Linked DNA regions of Mus musculus: region 2 is linked to region 1. Evidence: chromatin contacts called from public promoter capture Hi-C data. All regions are on one chromosome and are shown on one strand. Each heading gives the region's core, a stretch centred on a gene start, on an enhancer-like site or on the middle of the called end of the contact. The rest is flanking DNA. Distances are from core to core; before and after follow the strand shown.

Evidence for each region. Capture Hi-C pulls out chosen DNA fragments and counts their contacts.
Region 2: a promoter capture Hi-C map of adipose tissue shows a contact between it and region 1. The contact joins two enhancer-like sites. A contact is called at or near these places in 1 of 484 Hi-C or Micro-C datasets (spermatogonial stem cells), 4 of 115 datasets of contacts at active chromatin or transcription factors (bone marrow-derived dendritic cells, embryonic stem cells, microglia and 1 more) and 2 of 9 other capture datasets (adipose tissue and liver).

Annotation. Positions count from the first base shown.
Region 1 is chr2:20,910,982-20,914,291 of GRCm38.p6, forward strand. It overlaps Arhgap21 (Rho GTPase activating protein 21), which reads right to left. Exons shown (of 24, transcript NM_001081364.3): 3 at 1,296-1,320. Among named protein-coding and RNA genes, the nearest start is that of Arhgap21, 55 kb to the right of the region's middle. Within about 2 kb of position 1,855, at least 11 of the 459 cell types and tissues checked have an H3K27ac peak or open chromatin away from gene starts, as enhancers often do. A contact at or near this core is called in adipose tissue, where this site is marked.
Region 2 is chr2:21,163,131-21,166,367 of GRCm38.p6, forward strand. No RefSeq gene overlaps it. Among named protein-coding and RNA genes, the nearest start is that of Enkur, 41 kb to the right of the region's middle. Within about 2 kb of position 1,286, at least 19 of the 459 cell types and tissues checked have an H3K27ac peak or open chromatin away from gene starts, as enhancers often do. A contact at or near this core is called in adipose tissue, where this site is marked.

The DNA.
Region 1 (3,310 bases), core at 605-3,104:
TTGTTTTGCTTGACAAGAAATTCCAGAAAATGCAAAATTCTGAACTGACAAGAAGCTTGTGAGTGATTGTCCAGAGCCAAATGAGTTATAAAAGAATATACAGGAACTTTCCAAAATGATGGAATGCTTATTTTAATATCATATCTTGATGAGAATGGAAGATTCACAGGTTATACAAATTACTATTATGTTATATGATGTTATATTTAAAACTATTGCAAATGTGACTAATTACTGATTAAACTTGAACTGGTGGTGAGAAAACATCTGCTAAAACTATGTGGATGGTGGTCCTACAGGACAAAAATCTAGCAGATTCTGAACAATGTTAAGGTCACAAGACACAAAAAGAACAAAAAGGAGAGATGAAGGTGCGGATTTTAAGGAAGTATCCTAACTGAATGCAAAGCAGGACAGTAAGACAACAGTAACAACAGCAGCAAACCTCAACAAACCCAACAGAACTAGTGGACCCTCAGTGAGTGAACCACTGTAGCTAATCCACTAACACCCTATCAGCGGCAACTTCCTAGTTGTGTGCATTGTATCACAGTTATGTATACGTTTTAGAAGAAAGCACCAAATCCCCTGGAGTTAGAAACACCAAGTACAGTTCTAAGCCACTGGATGTGGGTCCCAACTCAGGTTTTCCAGACGAACAGTAACTACTTTTAACTAGTGGGCCATCTCTCCAACATCAGAAATAAATGTTTTTATGAATTTATTTTTCTCCCCCTCCCCCCCCCACCGAGACAGGGTTTCTCTGTATAGTCCTGGATGTCCTGGAACTCACTCTGCAGATCAGGCTGGCCTCAAACTCAGAAATCCACCTGCCTCTCTGCCTCCCGAGATTAAAGGCATGTGCCACCTCTGCCCGGCTGATTTATTTTATTATAATATAAACTTCAACTCATTAAAGTTGTCTGAACACCTCATGATCTTCCTTAAGTACATTTAAGAGTGAGATTAGAAACAAGAAGAACCAAAGCCACCTTGATACAACAGGCTCCTTCCCTGAAAGGGCCACTAAGTTTACAAAGGTCCTGACATAAAATCCTTAGTGTCTTTAAAAGTACAGTGCATATATCAGGAAAGCATTAGTGTTCATAGCAATCAAGTGATAGAATTCACAAAGCTCTGAAGTGACAGCAAGGGATATTTTAACCCCTATGATTTGAATACCTACAAACTGCTCTACACTTGGCCTTGAGAAGATCACCCCAGCTGCTACCACCTCCACACAGTGCGATGCACAGGAGCGTTTGGAGAAAAGGTGGTGGGGTTTAATGGCTTACCTCCTCTGTTTCCATTCTCTTCATCCTGCAAAATAAAACCACAAATTATTAACATATAATAAATACCAACTAGAATCTTACAGCAGCACCGTTGTCAGAAGGGTGGAACGTTCCCAAGAAAGAAAGGCTGTGAGTGAAGCCGAGTGCGGGAAGGAAATCCGCAGTTACCAATCTGAAATGCTATGTGTGGAAATTCCTAACTGCACTATTTAGGTGGAGGCACAAAACAAGCAGTTGGTTTGCTATTTACTGTAGTGCAGTGACCATCTGGGCTGAGCTTTTCTGGGCTATGACAGGTTGAAGAGCTAACCGCTGCATATTAAGTTCTTGTACTCAACTGGAACTTCATCTGTTTGGCATCTTTAGGTCCTTCTTCCATGCTGCCTATGTTGAGAAATCAGTAAGGCAACTTTAAAAAAAAAATAGTATGAAAACACACACAAGGCGAGCATTTGTTGAGCCTTGACCAAAAAAAAGGCTACCATGCACTACAGAAATGAAAATGGAGCTTTGGCTGAAGGCTGGTAATTTATTACATAACTCTTGACCTTTATTTTGGCTGCCCAAATGTTGTTTTTCTTCTTCTGGTTATAAGCTCAGTTCTGAGACTAATCGTTGCCAGCTAAGTGACATAATAGAGACATTGTTGCTATCAATCGTACACTTTCTAAAAACTATAAAACACTAAAAATGGTTTTAAGTTCTTTGGTGGCTGCGGTGTTATAGCTCGGCAGTACAGTTCTAACCTAGCAAGTGTGATGTGTAAAGCCCCAGGTCTACTACACACAAACCACACACACACACACACACACACACACACACACACACACACACACACAGTCTTTGAGTGAATTAATAAAATTTCACAATTATCTGCAGGAGTATCTATCCCAAACCACAGTATCACAGCTATGCTGAGTGTTACTGTCCTCAGGTCCCATTCCAAATGTTTCCTGGGAGCAAGGCACTGCTGTTGTATGACTAGTGATGTGCTCAAGGTCACAAAGTTATTGAAAGCCAGACAGGGACTACAGGGAATAGACTCAAACTCTGCGGGCTCCACAAATGCTTTCTAATACAGATATATTTTTTTAACATGTATTGAGCAAATTATTTTATATTTTTATTATTATTTTACTTATATGAGTACACTGTAGCTGTTTTCAGACACACCAAAAGAGAGCATAGGATCCCATCACAGATGGTTGTGAGCCAAAATGTTGTTGCTGGGAATCGAACTCAGGATCTCTGAAAGATCAGTCAGTGCTCTTAACGGCTGAGCCATCTCTCCAGCCCTAGTAAATTATTTTACAGATACCATATTATCTATATGCTCTTTGTGATCTGAACTAAACAGACAAAAATTACCCAGTTCTAATGTGTATCTAGCAACTATGAAATATTATCAGAGCTTTTAAGATCAATAGATTCTTAAAATAGTTAAGACTGTAGCTGTACAGACATTTTAGCAAACCTGACTGGTAAATTTTAATTCCAATGGGAGTAACTATTCATAACCTTTAAAAATATTCAGTGCCTTTAAAAGGTTATCCTACAATACATTTTCCTAGAAAGAGAAGGCATTTAGGGAAAAAGAAGTGAAGACCAGGCATGGTGACATGCCTTTAATTACAGCTCTCTGGAGACAAAAGGCAAGCAGATCTCTGTGAGTTTAAGGCCAGCCCAAGCTTCCCACAGTGAGCCTACATCTCAAAAACTAAATAGATGAAGGATTCAACTGTGATCTGTAGATACAACTGGATAATATCGTTACATCTCTTTAATCTATATACTAGCCAAGTTCAAATCCCAGGTCTACGCTGCTCATTCAGTTTTCATGTCTGCTGCATGGGGCTAATTGCACTTCTCCCTACCACTGCTGTGGACAGAGTGGTAGAAAAGAGGAGTGGTTCTATGTCAACTGCGGCTAGAATCATCACACACTGACCCTTTTCAGACAGGCATGCTACCTAGTGAAGTATATTCAGACCTTCTACTCTGATCTGCCATGTTTT
Region 2 (3,237 bases), core at 36-2,535, 250 kb after region 1:
TTGTCCAGCCCTCAGCCCAATCTTTTTTTTTTTTAAATTAGGTATTTATTTCATTTACATTTTCAATGCTATCCCAAAAGTCTCCCACGCCCTCTCCCCCACTCTCCTCCCCCCCTACTCCCACTTCTTGGCCCTGGCTTTCCCCTGTACTGAGGCATATAAAGTTTACACCACCAATGGGCCTCTCTTCCCACTGATGGCCGACTAGGCCATCTTCCGCTACATATGCAGCTAGAGACACGAGCTCCAGGGGCTACTGGTTAGTTCATATTGTTGTTCCACCTATAGGGTTGCAGATCCCCCCAGCTCCTTGGGTACTTTCTCTAGCTCCTCCACTGGGGGCCCTGTTTTCCATCCAATAGCTGACTGTGAGCATCCACTTCTGTGTTTGCTAGGCCCCGGCATAGTCTCACAAGAGACAGCTATATCAGGGTCCTTTCAGCAAAATCTTGCTGGCATATGCAGTGGTGTCAGTGTTTGGAGGCTGATTATGGGATGGATCCCCGGGTATGGTAGTCTCTGGATGGTCCATCCTTTCGTCTCAGCTCCAAACTTTGTCTCTGTAACTCCTTCCATGGGTGTTTTGTTCCCAATTCTAAGAAGGGGCAAAGTAGCCACACTTTGGTCTTCATTCTTCTCGAGTTTCATGTGTTTCGCAAGTTGTATCTTATATCTTGAGTATTCTAAGTTTCTGGGCTAATATCCACTTATCAGTGAGTACATATTGTGTGAGTTCCTTTGTGATTGGGTTACCTCACTCAGGGTGATGCCCTCCAGGTCCGTCCACTTGCCTGGGAATTTCATGGACGCTCATGCTGTCTCTGTGGTTGTAGAGACTCTGGACCTTAGTGTCTGTCTGTAAATGATGTTGCTCAGGATATAATGCACACATCTCACAGTTCTTCCTGAACAGGTCTATCAAATAGCTACAGTATCTGTACATCTCTAGTAGTAAAACTGGAATTAAAATTCATGGGTAAAAGCAAGATAACGTGAGAAACAAAGCAATGATCCTTTAAATATCACAGGCTGTAATCTTAGTTTATTTATTTTGTTGCCTTAAGAAGGTTGTACCATATCACTTATAAAGGGACTAGCCCATGGAGACTATGAGTTTGAAGAGGAAAATAGAGAAGGCCTTTGTTTGCAAAAATCCAAGTGAGAGCAGTTTTTGAAACTGCTGCTTAAGTGGTGTCAATAGCTGTGAAGCTGCTGGCACGTGACCTTGGTCACGTGGAATGACAATTTAGGCCTTTATCCCTTCTTATCGTGAACATTCTTACACCATTCCCGAAGGATCTCTAAAGCTGTTCTAAGAAATGGTTGTATCATCCTAAGCTTGCATCTGCTCAGCTCTTGATTGCCTCAGGAAAAAAAAAAAAAAAAAAAAAACCCTACTCTTTTATAATGTTTTGCATAGCAACGTCCCAAACACAGCAAACACAATGCTGCTTGGAAAATACAGAGTCTGGGAGAAATACAGCTATGCAGAGACCGGGCGTATGTTCCCAGAAACCACTTGGGGACCAAGTAGCTACTCTTTCATGACAGCTGCAAAGGGCCGAATCACTCCAGGTTCTCATTTCCTGAAAGTCTTCCTTAGCAATTCTTACAAACAAAGTTTTATTTTATTCTGAAATCAAGTGAAAAAGATCTTTTTTTTTTTTAAAAAAATCAATGTTTATTGGAAGGCAAGAAGCCCTTTCAAGATGATGTGTACTCCCATAAGGATGGGCTGCATACTTCAGAAGTATAGTCAGTATATAAGTATACATGGGTCTAGAACAGTTTCTATAGAAACAAAATGTTCCTCCATTGAATGGAAAGATAATTGTTGTAGTAAATTTCCATACTGATGTCCAAGCTACACAAGTTGCTCATTAGTTGGGAGTCAAATTTATCTGATTATATATTCCAACACTTTCTGAAATAAGCTGGCGTTAGCTCTGAGGAGATGGCAAGATGCTTTCCTTCTCAAGGTTCAAACCAGAACTCACCTAACCCAGCACTAAAGACGCCTTGTGGTGTCTTATACAGTCCCAAGTTCCTGTCAACCCCATTCTCAGAGCACCCTCTCCACTAAACTGCATCAGAGGATGCTCCTACCATGGCTCATAGGACTTGCTCTGAAGAAGAGAGCAGGGCGCAATGTATTGCAGGCTTTGGGAACAAGTCAAGGCGTCAAATAGAGTTTCACTTTGGAAGGCTTCAGAGAGCTGGCTTTGAGCAAGGTGTTTCTGTGTTGGTTTTGTAGTTTTGAGGCAGGGTCTCATGATGTCGTCTGGCTTGAAATGTGTATTGATCCTCTTACATCGGCTTCCTAAATGCTAGGATCACAGATGTAGGATCACCATGCCCAACTTTGAGCAAAGTTTCCACTTCTCTTAAGATGTGCAGTCTCAGCTGAGCCTGGTAGCACAGGCCTGGAATCCCAGATACTTGGAAGGCTCATACTGGAAGGCCACATGTAGTGACAATTTTGGAATTTTGTTTTCTTTAAAAAAAGCAACAGAGAAATATTATAAGAACATGTTTTCATTTTAATCCCAGGTGCTTTAATCTGGGGCTGCTTCTCAGCAGATGGCTGTGATATGCTTCCGGCATTAGCAGAAAGACATTATTTTGCCAGATGCAGATAATTTTCTGTGATTCTGTGACATTTGGAATTCTAGAACAAATGCCAGGGCCCCGAAACGGGGGTTGGTGGTTGTTCAGGGAGGTTGTTTGCAATTTGTTAGTAGTTGTGCTCAAAGAAGAAACAAGAAAGAATTCAGATGCAAGGGTCTCTCTCTCTCCCCTCTCTCTCCTCTCTTCTTCCTTCTCTCTTATCTAGTGGTAGGGCATAAAAGGAGGTAGGGGGATAAAGGGTGTTAAAAAGAAGAATCAATAAAGTAGCAAAACCTGGGTGTTAATCTTAGTGATAGGATGCTCAATATCTTGGGCATCCTACTATCCTTACTATCACTAAAATAAGTAAATAAGTAAAAAAGCAAGTCAATCAGTAGAAAATGCCCAGATCTCTTACTTGGGTATATACACTGTGAGGCTAGTTTTGATTTGATCATGTCTCACCGTCCTTGTCAAGATGACAACTGTGATGTATATGACATTTGTTGCTCACTAGTGAACTTGGTCATTATTCCTTGGACTGTTTTGTCAATGACTGGCTCTATGCATCCTGAATTTGACTGACATTTAAAATGTTATTCAAAAGGCTGTATGACTACTTGTTCTTGA